Regions from separate parts of the Danio rerio genome. Here regions 2, 3 and 4 are each linked to region 1. The links are chromatin contacts, called in public Hi-C and HiChIP or PLAC-seq maps. All regions are on one chromosome and are shown on one strand. Each heading gives the region's core, a stretch centred on a gene start, on an enhancer-like site or on the middle of the called end of the contact. The rest is flanking DNA. Distances are from core to core; before and after follow the strand shown. Region 1 has its middle 130 kb from the start of cbx1a. Region 2 holds the start of hoxb8a (homeobox B8a). Region 3 holds the start of hoxb4a (homeobox B4a). Region 4 overlaps copz2 (COPI coat complex subunit zeta 2).

The links. Hi-C and Micro-C count contacts between places; a contact is called where the count stands out from the background. HiChIP or PLAC-seq counts read pairs in DNA pulled down with a chosen protein or histone mark.
Region 2: a contact with region 1 is called in a Hi-C map of hematopoietic stem cells, with 4 times the contacts expected there. The contact joins the promoter of hoxb8a here to the enhancer-like site in region 1. A contact is called at or near these places in 3 of 18 Hi-C or Micro-C datasets (embryo, hematopoietic stem cells and an unstated tissue) and 1 of 4 datasets of contacts at active chromatin or transcription factors (gastrula embryo).
Region 3: an H3K4me3 HiChIP or PLAC-seq map of embryo shows a contact between it and region 1, with 2.7 times the contacts expected there. The contact joins the promoter of hoxb4a here to the enhancer-like site in region 1. A contact is called at or near these places in 5 of 18 Hi-C or Micro-C datasets (caudal fin, embryo, fibroblasts and 1 more) and 3 of 4 datasets of contacts at active chromatin or transcription factors (caudal fin, embryo and gastrula embryo).
Region 4: a Hi-C map of embryo shows a contact between it and region 1, with 2.1 times the contacts expected there. The contact joins two enhancer-like sites. A contact is called at or near these places in 2 of 18 Hi-C or Micro-C datasets (embryo and an unstated tissue).

The regions. Positions count from the first base shown.
Region 1 is chr3:22,665,907-22,669,429 of GRCz12tu, reverse strand. No RefSeq gene overlaps it. Among named protein-coding and RNA genes, the nearest start is that of cbx1a, 130 kb to the left of the region's middle. Within about 2 kb of position 1,754, at least 19 of the 62 cell types and tissues checked have an H3K27ac peak or open chromatin away from gene starts, as enhancers often do.
Region 2 is chr3:22,426,032-22,429,554 of GRCz12tu, reverse strand. hoxb8a (homeobox B8a) reads right to left here and starts at 1,714. Exons shown (of 2, transcript NM_131120.1): 1 at 912-1,714; 2 at 1-155. The coding sequence starts at 1,335.
Region 3 is chr3:22,459,647-22,463,169 of GRCz12tu, reverse strand. It overlaps hoxb4a (homeobox B4a), which reads right to left and starts at 1,580. Exons shown (of 2, transcript NM_131118.2): 1 at 1,079-1,580; 2 at 1-138. The coding sequence starts at 1,502. All of the region lies in intron 1 of hoxb3a (homeobox B3a), which reads right to left. It overlaps mir10c (microRNA 10c), which reads right to left and starts at 2,659; the gene lies at 2,565-2,659.
Region 4 is chr3:22,851,044-22,854,566 of GRCz12tu, reverse strand. copz2 (COPI coat complex subunit zeta 2) reads right to left here. Exons shown (of 10, transcript NM_131507.2): 10 at 1,956-3,523. The coding sequence ends at 3,508. Among named protein-coding and RNA genes, the nearest start is that of dre-mir-152, 16 kb to the right of the region's middle. Within about 2 kb of position 1,661, at least 44 of the 62 cell types and tissues checked have an H3K27ac peak or open chromatin away from gene starts, as enhancers often do.

The DNA.
Region 1 (3,523 bases), core at 505-3,004:
GCATTTATTATTTTTAGTTAACATTTATTTTAGCATTATAGTTATATCCAAAATTATTATTTTTTAAACTCTAATCAATTATAAACATTAATGTCAAAGCCTAATAAATGCTGTAAAAGATCTTTTGTTTTTACTTTTATTTTACTTTATGTGATTACACTATGCCGAATATAGTTTTTTTCCCCATTTAGTAAGGCAACTTATAGTACCATTAACCAGTTAAGCTTTTACTGTATTTTCACTGCTAAATTTACTAGCACTATTGGATTAATTTTTGGAATTTTTCAGTTGTTTTTTCACAAATATGTGAGCACACACACCGTTAACAATCTTTGTAAATTACACAGTATTTAACTGTAGTATGAACTGTATTTGGTGTATGACAGATATGCAGGATGTTTCTGTATTTTAAAGTTGCACTGTAAAAATGACTGTGTACTATACTGTAAAGATAAATAACACTTAAATTCATAGTTAAAGTCAGACTTTTTAGCCTAGAATACATTTTTTAAAACAGATTTCGAAACATAATAGTTTTAACTCATTTCTAATAACTGATTTATTTGATCTTTGCCATGATGACAGTAAATAATATTTGACTAGATATTTTTCAAGACATTTCTTTAAAGCTTAAAGTGACATTTAAAGGCTTAACTAGGTTAATTAGGTTAACTAGGCAGGTTAGGGTAATTAGGCAAGTTATTGTATAACGATGGTTTGTTCACACAATCGAAAAAAATGTAGCTTAAAGGGGCTAATAATTTTGACCTTAAATGATTTTAAAAAAATGTAAAGCTGTGTTTATTCTATCCGAAATAAAACAAATAAGATGTTCTCCAGAAGAAAAAATATTATCAGACATACTGTGGAAATTTCTTTGTTAAGCATCATTTGGGAAATATTTGAAAAAGAAAAGAACATTTAAAGGGGGGCTAATAATTATGACGTCAACTGTTATACATCAAGATAAAAAGTATTTTAAACATAAATGCAGTATTTTAGCTGTAAACAATTTACAGTAAGTTACTGGTGAACTGCTGCTAGAGAGTTACTGTAGATTCTACAAGACATTATTAACTGTGTTAACTAATTAATAATTGAGGTGTTATTCAGGTACACTTAAAGCAGATTAACACAGCTCTATGAAGTGAAATCTCCACATGCTTTGCACGACGAGTCTGATTTGTGGTCTGTCATCTGCGCCCACAGAGAGAGAGAGCGACTTCAGTTCAAAGGTCGGTCTCATTTTTTAGCCATCAGGGCTGGACGGGGGTCAGATTATGTGTGGCTGGGGGTGTTAAGGACAGTGGGGGTCTTCTGCTATGTGCCAGTCTGGAAGAGAAGACCACGCTTTGTGCATTGATACCAGTTTAGGATGCGGGTTGCATGTTGTGTTCATTCATTCATGGGGATTCAGGCTCTGCCATTGTACAGGGCGAGGCAGAGGGGGGCTGAAGGGCACCGTGGGATTTGCCACCCACATTCCCTAGTTTTCTTTCTGTAAGAACACTAAAAATAGCCTCTAGCTCTGTGTGTGAGTGTGTGAGTGAAAAGGAAATGGTCATCTGGTAAGTTGGAATGTAGGGCGAGCTGGACCGACTGGTTCGACTGTGAGTGTGTTTTGTATTTGACCGCCGTTTGACCTTCCCTGAGTGCCCCCTCACCTCCCCTTCACCCCAAACTCCCATCCTTCACCTCCGCTCCCCTCCAGTCTGTCCCTCCTTCCCCAGCAGACTGATGGCCAGTGGGCCTCTGACATTCTTCTGCTGAACACACACACACACACACACACACACACACACACACTCACGGAGAACCTCTGACCCCTCCTTAACCCAGCCGTGACCTCGCTTGGAATGTTACAGGAGTTTTGACACACATAGCCGTAAACAAACACACAGCTCTTTGTGTCTTGATAAATAAAAGAGAGAGATTAGAGTTGTTGGCTGAGTTTCAAACCTTTCAACGATCAGAAATACATGAAGTATAGACTTGTAAAAGCATGTCAAGTTGCAGGTTTTCCTTTTGTAGTGCAAGTTTACGTAGAGTTCCTACACGGGTTTATATGAAATAAATTAATTTAGCTAATCATTTATCTTTCTCAGCTGTACCGTCTTACTTTACTTGCAGATTTATTAGCAACATTTTGACCTCAGAATTGTGACTTTTTATTTGATTCAATATTAGTAGTTTGCAGTTTTTTGTGTGTGTGATTTGTATTTTCACATTAGTTGCAATAATTTTGCACAATTGTTTTTTTTCTCACAGAATTTCTGCTATTGTTATTACTTATTGCAGTTTTTTCTTGCAATGTTAGATTTTCTTTTCTGCCATGAATTTTTAAAGTCTCAATGAAAACTAAAGTTGTTGTTTTTTTGTTCATAAGGCTATTTTTGAGCTAATGCAACAACAACAAAAAAATGCATTTAAAAGTTGAAAGTGCTAAAAGAAATTACTTCCACCATGCTGTAATGATTTTGACATCACTTCATCTTCTCATACAGTCTTCTGAGCTCTGATCACGTGCTCTCTCGTATCTGAAGCGTCCTGTACTATAAAACACATTAATCACTTATTCACATGGAATGGCAACACAAGTGGATTTACCTAAACATTTGCAATCTTTTGCAGATTTATTTACGTAATAAAATAATTTTCCTGTAATTGTGATTGTGTCTTTTGAAGTTGCTATTATTCCTTGTAACTGTATTACAGTCTCAATTATGCCATTTATGCAGCACTAAAATATGTCTTGTATATTTATACTACCCTGACAAGCACCCAAAAACATATACTTGTACATGTATTTATCAATCTGGAGTGATTTACAAAAATTACACGTCAAAACAAGGTTCCACCCTTCTGAATTTTTAACTCTGCTGCAACTGTACTACTCATTATTTTTTTAACTTGATATCTTTCAATTGAGATTTTCTCTTGTTTGAAACTTTTTTTACACTGACATCACAAACTTGATTTTATATCCTTCATTTGCAATTCTATCTCTTTTATTTGAGTAATTTTAAATGTTTGAATTTGTCATATAGCTGTATTTAGTTTATGAATGTTTATTTATGTTTGTAATATTTATTTATTGCATGTATATATTAATCTAAATTAGACCAATCAAATCTTTGTCAACTTTTAGTAGGCACGTTTATGCTATTGGATCCAAAATTGGATTGAGTACCTCAGAGCAGAGAGCTGAAAATAAATACTAATGGTGTAAGTAGAGGAAAGTGAAGAAAAAGACAACTATAATAAGAATTAGAATATCTGTATATCAGAATCAGTCTGTCAGAATTAGGATCAGTATATCTGCTTGATTTTCAGTAATGTAGGGTGTTTTGAAGTCTAAACTCTTGCAGATTAATTTACATTACATTATTCCTGGAGTTTTCCACTTTTTTGTAGTTGCCACTATTTATTGTAATTGTCTTAAAACCTCAGCTGGGGCATTATTTCCCCTTAATATGAAGCTCTAAATATGTTTTGTGTCTTTGTACTGCAATGAAAGCCACCC
Region 2 (3,523 bases), core at 465-2,964, 240 kb after region 1:
AAACCAGATTTTGACTTGTCGTTCTGTCAGTCCTAAAGCGTGTGACACTTCAATCCGACGCTTGCGTGTTAGGTAGGGATTGAAGAGAAACTCTTTCTCCAGTTCGAGCGTCTGATAGCGGCTGTAGGTCTGACGGCCTCGTCTCCGTCCGGCAGCTACTGGCAATAAAGAAGTTTAGAGATGTTAGACAACTCAAAATGCGCCAAATCACAATTTTGGAATCAAATATCTTAATATATGTAACCCAAAAAGTCCACAAAGGTTGCATGCTTGCATGAACATCTGCAATTCGTAATGGTGTTGCATTATTAGTTTATGAGTAGGCTTTTATTGTACAATGCAGACTCCCCACAGTCTTACACAGTGATTATTCTAAAAGCTCCACCATTACAAATATAAGTAGGCCTATACCACAGCACTAATACACAATAATGAGCAACACTAACCATACAGTATAGTCGTCAAAAAGCAGTATAAACTATTTCACAGGATCAAATGATTAGGCACAGCCGTAAATGACATAATCCTTGTGAAACTGTGTAGTGAAATAAACTCGGGGGCTCACTGTAAGTCGTTAAAGGCTGCAGTAAAACTTTGACCTGGGTGAGAAGTGAGAGATCAGCTGTGGGGCAAAGTCTCACACATGGAAAGAGCAAGAAGAGAAAAGGGTTTTCTCTCGCCTTCTTCCTCTCTCCCCTGTCTTTGTATGGCAGGGTCATTAAACTGTAAAGTGATTCACAAGTTTTGAACACCATAAAACAATAAAACTGGCTATTGCCCCCCTCCTCTCGTGCACACAGGAAATGCAATTGTAAAGCTAAATTTCACAGAGATGTTTTCGAGGAGCTAACTCGATGTTCTGTCACTTCAACAAACACACACAACGCAGTTGGCTGGCTTTTCTGTCTCACCTTGAGGTCGCATCCACGGGAACAGTTGTGTGGGCGACGGACTCTGTTCTGTGTTGTCCGTCTCGTCGCCGATGCCCCCCGTGGCGAGCTTGCAGTCGCTATACTGAACCAAGTCGGCGTCTTGAGCACCGAAAAGTGTTTGCCTCTGGAGAGCATCATAACCGTAGAAGTTACCCGGCTCGCCGTGACAGGTTACCGCACATGGACTCTGCTGGTAAGGCGCAGCGGAGAGCGTGGATGCGCCGTGGTGGTAAAACTCCTGAATTTGAGGAGCATGCTGGAAAGTGGCCCCGGTGCCTGGACCATACACGACGGTGGGTCTCGTCCCTAGGTCCTGAGCAAATCCGCACTCGTAATAGTTTGGTCGTAAAGTGTCTCCACTTTTGTACTTAGTGAAGAGAGAGTTGACGAAATATGAGCTCATCTTTTACTGCTGTTGGTGGTGGTACTGATTTTGTTCAAGAGATTACGATAGAATGTCTTTATATAAGCGCAGTAGCTCACAGTTACTGAGGTAACAATGTTGCAGCAAAGCGTTGATTTCCAATTACTGGGCGGCTTGCGTGTGTATACCTTTTGTTAAAACAACTTATCTAAAGCTTCCATTGGCATGTTCCCACTGTAAAGTTCCAGCATCACAATTCCGGCGAATGGTGCCAGTTCCCGATCAGTTTTCTATGATTTACTCGGCTGCAAATGAGTAGTTTCATATTTTGCGGTGTGTTTTGATGATCATTTGCATCTTCTGTCTGATCCTCGTTCCACTATGGTTTCTCGCATCCCCACACGGACACCGCTCTGCGCGATTCTGATATGAAGGGAGTGAGAGAATGAAAAAGAGAGAAAAAGAGAAAGCGGGTGAGAGAGAGCTAAGAGGGAGCGAGCGCGAGGGAGCAGGAGAGAGAAGGGGGGCCAGGGGAGAGAGGAGGGGAGAATATGCACATTAATATGTTCAAGCGGGTAAGTTAATGAGAAATCTGCCGCTTTGCATCAGATCAAGTGCATAGCCTCCGCCCCTCCCCCAACCTCAACTTCTCTACTCCAAACCCTTTTGAAAGATTGATTTTTTTTTTTTTTTTTTTTTTTGCATAGACAACCCAAAGTGATGCATATTTAGTCCTTAATTTCCTAATCTCTAATGAAGTCGAGCCTTCTTTTTTAAATGTCAGGGTCTAGACGGCCAATTTTAAAAAGTACACGATTTAATTGGTATCAGATTAAACACATCCAATGCTCATAAGCACGTTCAATTTTACAGGAATAAGCGAACTGACTGTGGCCCGCGCGTCAAAAATAAGCGAGGTAGGCCGAGTCGTATTCAATTCTTTGACAACAATATTCTATTAATGTATTTACAGAAAGAGGGGGATGTTGAAATGGACCTGAGCGTCAGGTGTAATGGTAAATGTGGTTGTAAATGGTTTAACAAACTATAAAATGCAATAAACGCCCCTACTGTTTGTTGTTGACGTAGTGCATCAAAAAGCTGTTAGGCTTTTATGAGGTTCCACGACCAATGCTGTAAATGCTTCACTTCAAATTTTATCCATGCAAGGACTGTAAGTTCTTTAATTGTCATTTTTGTTTTGTTTTCAGTTCAGTGCGCTATAATGCTTAGCACGAGTAGATCTAACACTAGATCCGAGAAGATCCGATTAGTGAAATAAAACGTCAATACAATTTTCCAATGGCAAAAGATAGCAAAGTTAATAAACATATAAACATAAATAAATAAATAAATAAATAAATAAATAAATAAATAAATAAATAAATAAATAAATAAATAAATAAATAAATAAACGATGCTACATTTCTATAACAGCTTAAACATTGTGCGTGGTGCGTTCTGGTGAGGGTAAAATTGCAGATGTCCAATTGTTGTAATGAAACTAGATTCGTATTTAAAAATCATGCCAATATATATCTAAGTAAACATGCAAAACAAAAACGCTCACATCGAACTAAAGCCTGTTTACTTTTTTACTTTTTAAATATAGAAACACGTGCTGCATGTTTTTTACAGCTTCATTTGCTTCTGTAATAAATTACTGCAGAGCGGTTGAAAGCAATATCTCACCCAAAATCTTCACCTTTGTCTCAATGTAACAAATTCCGTTTAAGCATTGTTGACTATGTACAGTGTTAATGTTTATATTACGGGTTGATCTTTAACGAGGTAGCCGCATTTTGTTCTTTCTCGTGCATCTTTTTAAAAGGATAAAGAGTTGTTGTTATTGTTGGTGTTGATGATGATGTTGCTTTGTGTAAAGCGTGATTAGCACTTGGCTTTAGTAAACTGCATGTAAACGTTTTAGACATTGTGTTGTGAATACTTTCTTGAATATAGTTTTTTTTTCAATTACACAAATATCATATCTTTGTAAATAGTGATTCTTATACGAAATTATTAATACAATTTATATGAATATTTTAGTTACTTTTTATTTGTGCTTTGTCAGAGCAATTCAATAATCTATTGTGTTTATTTTGTTAATAAAGCATTTTCTGAACAAAGTTTTGCGTGTTTTGTGTTTTGATTCTACAACGTATATTAAAATCATATTATAAATTAGAATTAATTCACCAGTATTTAAAACAATCACTGAGACATC
Region 3 (3,523 bases), core at 331-2,830, 210 kb after region 1:
GTGTATGGGCGATTTCCACCCTTCTTCTGCGGGTCAGATAGCGGTTGTAATGGAACTCTTTCTCCAATTCCAGGACTTGCTGCCTCGTGTACGCTGTGCGCGAGCGCTTTGGTTCACCCCCTGAATAGTTCGGGCTCACTGTTGGGATAGAAAAAGCGACACGTTACAGAACGTATAACACAAACAGACACACACATATACCCACACACACACAGCCCCACACATTGAAGAAGCTAGATATTCTTAAATTCAAATTAGATGCACACGCTACAATAATAAAGTATTATATATTTTTAAGAACATTAAGAAAACGATCTGCATGTATTTGCAAGTAAATACGCGACTGTTAAAAGATTAGATTATGCAAAATGGTAAACAAAAAAGGTCATTGTCTATTTAGGATAACATTTGGGATCGGGACAATGTGTGCTGATTTAATGTTACACGTTCCATAAGAAATTCTAAAAAAAATACATGATCAGCATGTATACTACGAGAAACAGCATGTCTGGTTACGAACGACTAATGATTTTGCAAACATTACATGTGCCCCCTTTTTTACGCACACCATGGCAGCTAGTACATGCGCTAATTATGGTATAATAATAGTTCATAAAAGAGTGCGATTGTTTGTATTACCATTAGTCTTTTATTGTCTTCCTCATAACTGTGAATATTTTACCTCTCCATAAAACTTCTTTACCAGCACTTTTTTTACTAACAATTGTAAAGTGGAAGTATAAAGTAGCCAACACATTAACCCGTCCAGTCACTTAAAATCAAATTACTGAAACATAAAACTTAACTTATGGATTACATGATAACTCATAAAACTCTTCTCGGGAAGAAATTAGAACGAGAAAGTTGCATAGACCCCGAAAGAGCTTAAAGAAGGAGTGCAATAAAAATTTATGGAGGGTGTAATTATATTGCCCTGCAAACAGACGGTCGTAAATCTCGACCAAGGGCAACTTCATAAGAGGAGCAATAGATTTAACGCCGGACATTAGGCTCTCTAAAGTGGCCGAGCTGTCGGTGCACGGAAACACACTAGTAAAAGAAGTTCAGCTGCACTTACCGATGTTTACGTGGACTTTTTTCATCCAGGGGTATACCACGGGATCTTTTCTTGAGCTGACCGTTGAAGTGTTTTGGCTAGTGGGAGTCTGACCGCAGGCTGGCGGAGGGCTTGGAGTTACCGAGTCGCAATGATGGCTTGGTTCAGGGAGAGGGGTCGAGAGTGCGGTTGTGGGTAGAACGTGACCTCGCGGAGAGATAACCGCGGCAGGCTGCCCCGGACCCTGGCACGATGAGTAGGGTGGGTCGGCGCAGCCCGACCGCTGGTGGTAGATCGACTCATGCTGGAACGAGGGGTCTTGCCTCTGGGCGCTGTAGTAGTCCGGAGAGTGACTGGGTAGGTAGTCGCTCTGGGAATATTCCTCGCAGGGTGGAAACTTAGGGTCCACATAGTTGGAGTTGATCAAATAGGAACTCATGGCCATTAATTTCTTTGAATTGCACACAAAATATACTAAAATTTATATGTATCCCTTTACTCGTTTTCCTGTTTCGTAGAACCCTCCTACTTTCTGTCAAGTGAACAAAGTTAAGGGTCCATGTGACATCGTCAGCCAATGGCGTGGATCTTCGCGATTCCCGGATAAGGAAATGGGATTAGTCAGTTTAGACCGTGCTCGTCTACTTGCATTTCGGAACAGCGAAAAATGCCATACTTTTCATACATTACCGTGCCTTTGATGAGATAGTGGTAAAATCAAAACAATAACACGCCGGACAAAGCGAAAAGGCATGCTGGATTCTACCAGCTCCATAGAAAGTCACGCCCCCATTCCCTCTCAGTTCATCTGCAGATTGAGAACATTGACTTTACCTCTATAAAGATCTGTTAAGATTTAGCGAACTAAAATGCTGCAAAATTTAGACCAGTGTTCATGAAAAGCGGTATCAAGGGAAAGTGATGCAAGGAGTTCGCGTTGGCCAGGCTCTTAAATGCACTCGCTAATAATGGTGAGAGAATGGTCGTGGCGTGAGCTGCGTGTCAGAGATGAATCTAGGCTTGTTTAAGATCGATAGAAAATTCATCAACTAATTCAGGTTACAAAGCCTCCTAAATCACAAAGGAGACCTTCTGCATTTAAACATAGTCTGCAGTCATTTCTCTCCAAACGGCGCGTTTGTCCTGTACGCCAAATCTACTCACAATGAATAGTAATTTATGTGCTCAGTCCCCTATTATCACCAGCAACAAATATTTCTCCTTGCTCACTGATAATGTTTAAACCAAGATAGTCAAACAATCACTAAACAATGCAGACCTCTACAAATCTCTACAAAGTCATTTTTGTCATTTTTTAATATTAAAAGTCTTACAAAATACGCAAGACATCGTAAACGTTCTTCATATTTACACAACAACTGAAAAGAATGTACTAGTTACAAAAATAACTTTCGTTCGTGCACCAAACGTTCAGTCGTGGTATTAATTACAATAACAAACCAAATGTTAAAATGTCGTCATCTTTGCCCGTTGAAGTTGAATGTAGCCTATACATCAACTACATACTCCCCTAGATACGAATTTGTGACTGTGCGTCTGTTTACACAAATCCGGATCTACAGGGTATATATAGATGACAGGTTTCTTCTTGACAGGTATTGAGAAAGCCAGCTCACCTTGACAGCGCCTTCCCATTGTCAAGTTGTTGCACCTGGAACAGTCTGCCTCCAAGGATATCAGCAATCTGTCTCACCACTTAATGGATCGGTGCTTCCTTTATAAACTTTTCTAATAGTTTGTAGTAAACACTGGAGATTCTTTTTTCTTCATTTTACTCAAGATAACAACTAAACTCAACTGAACAGAGGAAAATCGAAATTTTCTTCCTTGTGGCTCTGAAACATAATTTTCCTACAATCAGAAAGACGTCTAAATATTTTACACGGTTTATATATATATATATATTTAATATATATATATATATATATATATATATATATATATATATATATATATATATATATATATATATATAATCAAAGCGCACACCTACTCTAATTTTTAACCAAATCAATCGTGTGCTCTATTTTAAAATCTGAATAAAAAATAATTTTATGCTTGAAAATTATAAAACATAATTACAACCGGAGAGATATAGAGATAGTAATATATACGATAGACAATACTGACTGTATAATGTAGTCAAATGAACACGTGCCAGAAAGTAAATGTGACCGCGACAGATTTTAGTAAAGGTCAAAAGAATGCTGGAGCTACTGGAATAAAACATGTGGGTTTTATGGCGGGTCAGCTCTGTTTGCCACCGGCAAACACCAGTCAAACGGCGAATAAATAGTGAGGTGAGAGAGTATAAAACAATAAAATATGCACGTAGAACAATACCAACAGTTCTTAACCCCCTAACACCAAGCACACATTTTATGACTCCTTAAAGAACCGTTTCTCTCACCAAACACTCGGTCTAACATTTCATGAAAAGCGCTC
Region 4 (3,523 bases), core at 412-2,911, 190 kb before region 1:
AAGCTAACGGCAAGAGAACAAACACAGATATGAAAAGGCTGTAAGAATGTAACCAGTCAGCACCAGAGCTTATCAACCTACACATCTGTTCACGACACATCCCTCTATCCAGTACTGCTATCTCTGTTAGCATGTTTCACAATTGTTTGTAGCCGAAATAAATACAAAAATAAAACGACGTTATAAAAATAAAACGGTCATGACATCCACTATGTGGAAGCTTCAAACTCATAGCCTATAGAAACATAGATCTGCCTATGAAGATATTTCTGAGATAATAGTCTAACATAATTTAGTATCTTTATTGTCTTTATATATATATATATATATATATATATATATATATATATATATATATATATATATATATATATATATATATATATATATATATATGCGATTGGAAATAGGCTTATTATGATTAATTTAATTTCCTCCGTTTAAAGCATTATGCTTATAAACAGATGATTACCATGCCACAATTTTTTTTGCATATTTGTTTTGGTTTTTTTCTAACACCGCATGCACTTTACCCATTTTTTAAATAATGAAATTATTATATAAACAAGCAGGAATCTACTGCTTCCCCAGCGATTTCACCTCAAATAATTCAATGCTATATGCTCCAACAATTTTTTTTCAACACAACCAACTTTAATTCATTTTATTTTTTTCTTTAATTTGGAAATTATTTTCCCTTTACTAATTATCAGCTAGGCTATTATTAAGCTATAGGCCTATTCATCACCTTTATCATTACACCACGTATTGCCACATATTACAGAATAGGTGGTTAACTACTATATAAACAATGATGTTAAAAATACTGATTTTGTAAATTGTTAACGGTATCAAACTTGTAATCAGTATAGCCTAATGTATCGGCTAAATCATTATTCGTTATTATTTTAATCGTAAAGCCTACACTTTAAAATATTCTTAAATTAGCAGTTTTGCGTATTTTAAGATTCCTGTTTTTCTCCATTTATTTATGCTTTTGAATTGCATTATGTGAGCTTTAGCTTTCTTTCAGCAACTTTTAACATTGAAAAGTTCGAAAATGTAACTTTTAAGAAAAGTGTTACTTTGTTGTAACAGTGTAGCTCTTGTTGACTCTAAAACTGTTCGTTGACAGATATTTGTTACAGTGTCGCTCTACTTGACTTAATAATTTGTCAGATATTTGTTAAAGTGTCGCTCTTGACTAAATAATTGTAATTTATTTGTTACAGTGTCGCTCTTGTATATTCTAAAATTTCAAAAAAGAAAAAAATGAAATGCCCTCTTTGAAAATTTAAATGTACAAAATGTAGCCCAATTAAAACGACTATTTGATTAATGTTAGTCGGTTGCTATTAAAACTATAATAACTATTAACCTTGTCTGTAGCTTGTTTTAAACAGAAAATAACCCATATATCTATTACAAGACTTTAAATAAATACAACTAGTTCTACTTGATCTGGATAAATAATCAGTGCAGATCTGCTTCGACAGGCACCGACTGTCTGTATTGATGAATTCCGAACAGAAAGAGTTAAATATGATTGGCTACTGAACGCTCCTGTTTAAAACCATATTTTATAAGTCTCCACCCACCTTTATGGATTGTGACCAATCACTTTTTGAAGACTCAACAGTAGACGCCCATTCATTTGGTCATGGAGGTGGAGACTCGGCTTTGAAAATGTCATTGGCCCTCAGTGACCAATGACAGACCTAGCCACACCCTCTCGAGATTAACACTAAATATATGAAAATCTATGCAGAATATTAATGAGGGAACAATATGATTGGTTCACAGTAACTATTCTCTCACCAATACCCAGACAGCACACATACGTTGGGCCGACGTCGGCCGAAGGTCAACACGTCGGCCCCTTTAATTCTAAAACAAGCAGCAAAGCTGTCGGGCTTGTAGTACAAACTCAAATAGACACAAAGGACCAAACAAATGCTATAAAACACATTTATTAGTTTGTAATAACACTTTCGTTCACAATAAGTTTCCAGAAACCATGGTTTAAAGAAAATAAACAAATCCAGGGCATATAAATAGTTTATTTCACTAGAGAAAATTCTAGCAAATATTCTTGTTTTTATGCAAATGTTTTGTCAGTTTGTATCGCCAAAGACTTTTATTTTACTTAAAATGCCATATACTTTAATTTTTTCATAACTGTATTACACGTAGGCTAGTGTTTTCACTGAAAAACGCCCTAGTTGCCTTAATTTTTAAGTTGAATCAAATTAACCGTGTGAGTTTGAACTTGTATTATGTTAAACTGACCTAAACAGCTTGCGTAACGTATAAAATTTAGTTAGAACATGATTAACTTAGTTTAATAAGTTAGAACAAACTAAAAACATTTGCTGTCAGGACTAATTGATCATATATTTTTTACAGTGTTGCCTTAAATATTACAATGGAGTATATAGCTAATAATAATTCATTCATTTTCTTGTCTTAAGTCCCTTTAATAATCCGGGGTCGCGACAGCGGAATGAACCGCCAACTTATCCAGCACGTTTTTACGCAGCGGATGCCCTTCCAGTCGCAACCCATCTCTGGGAAACATCCACACACAAACCCCCACACACACACACACACACCCACACACACACACACACACACACACACACACACACACACACACACACACACACACACACACACACACGCACGCAATTTAGCCTACCCAATTCACCTGTACCGCATGTCTTTGGACTGTGGGGAACCTGGAGCACCCGAAGGAAACCCAGGCGAACGCAGGGAGAACATGCAAACTCCACACAGAAACGCCAACTGAGACGAGGTTCGACCCAGCGACCTTCTTACTGTGAGACGACAGCACTACCTACTGGGCCACTGCATCGCCATGATGATGATGATGATGATGATGATAATAATAATAATAATAATAATAATAATAATAATAATAATAATAATAATAATAATAATAATGCTTCTAGTAAATTTTTAATATTGCCTGTTTCTCATTTTAAGAAAAATTGCTAATATTAAGGTTGTAGGCAGAACTCTGATTTGTGTATAACATTTTTGACAAAAGGTAAAAGCAATGTTGACTTATAACAAAATGACAAAGGATTAAACAAGAGGTTTATACAATCATATTTGTGATCATAAAAAAAATCACAACCCAATGCTTAATAAACTTATAACCTCCAAACACCACAGCTGTAGGCCTATCAATATTTGCAAATGTTTAGAAACAACGAAATTGCAACTTCTTTGGACAAATTCAAGCATATGTGTAGCTGTTAGTGAATATACCTTTGCATTTAATAAAAAAAAAAAAAAACCTAAAGCAGAAATGACCTAATTTACTCTGACACAAAATATAAATATCTTATATGAAACCTGAGACACAAGTGCCCCTTACGTGCTACTTCAATAATTAAATTACATCTCATTCAAAATAACAATGAAAATCCCTTTCAATTATTTACAGATTCTTTCAAGTCAGGGGAAGTTTGTGTTTCAAACTTATTTTAGAATTGAC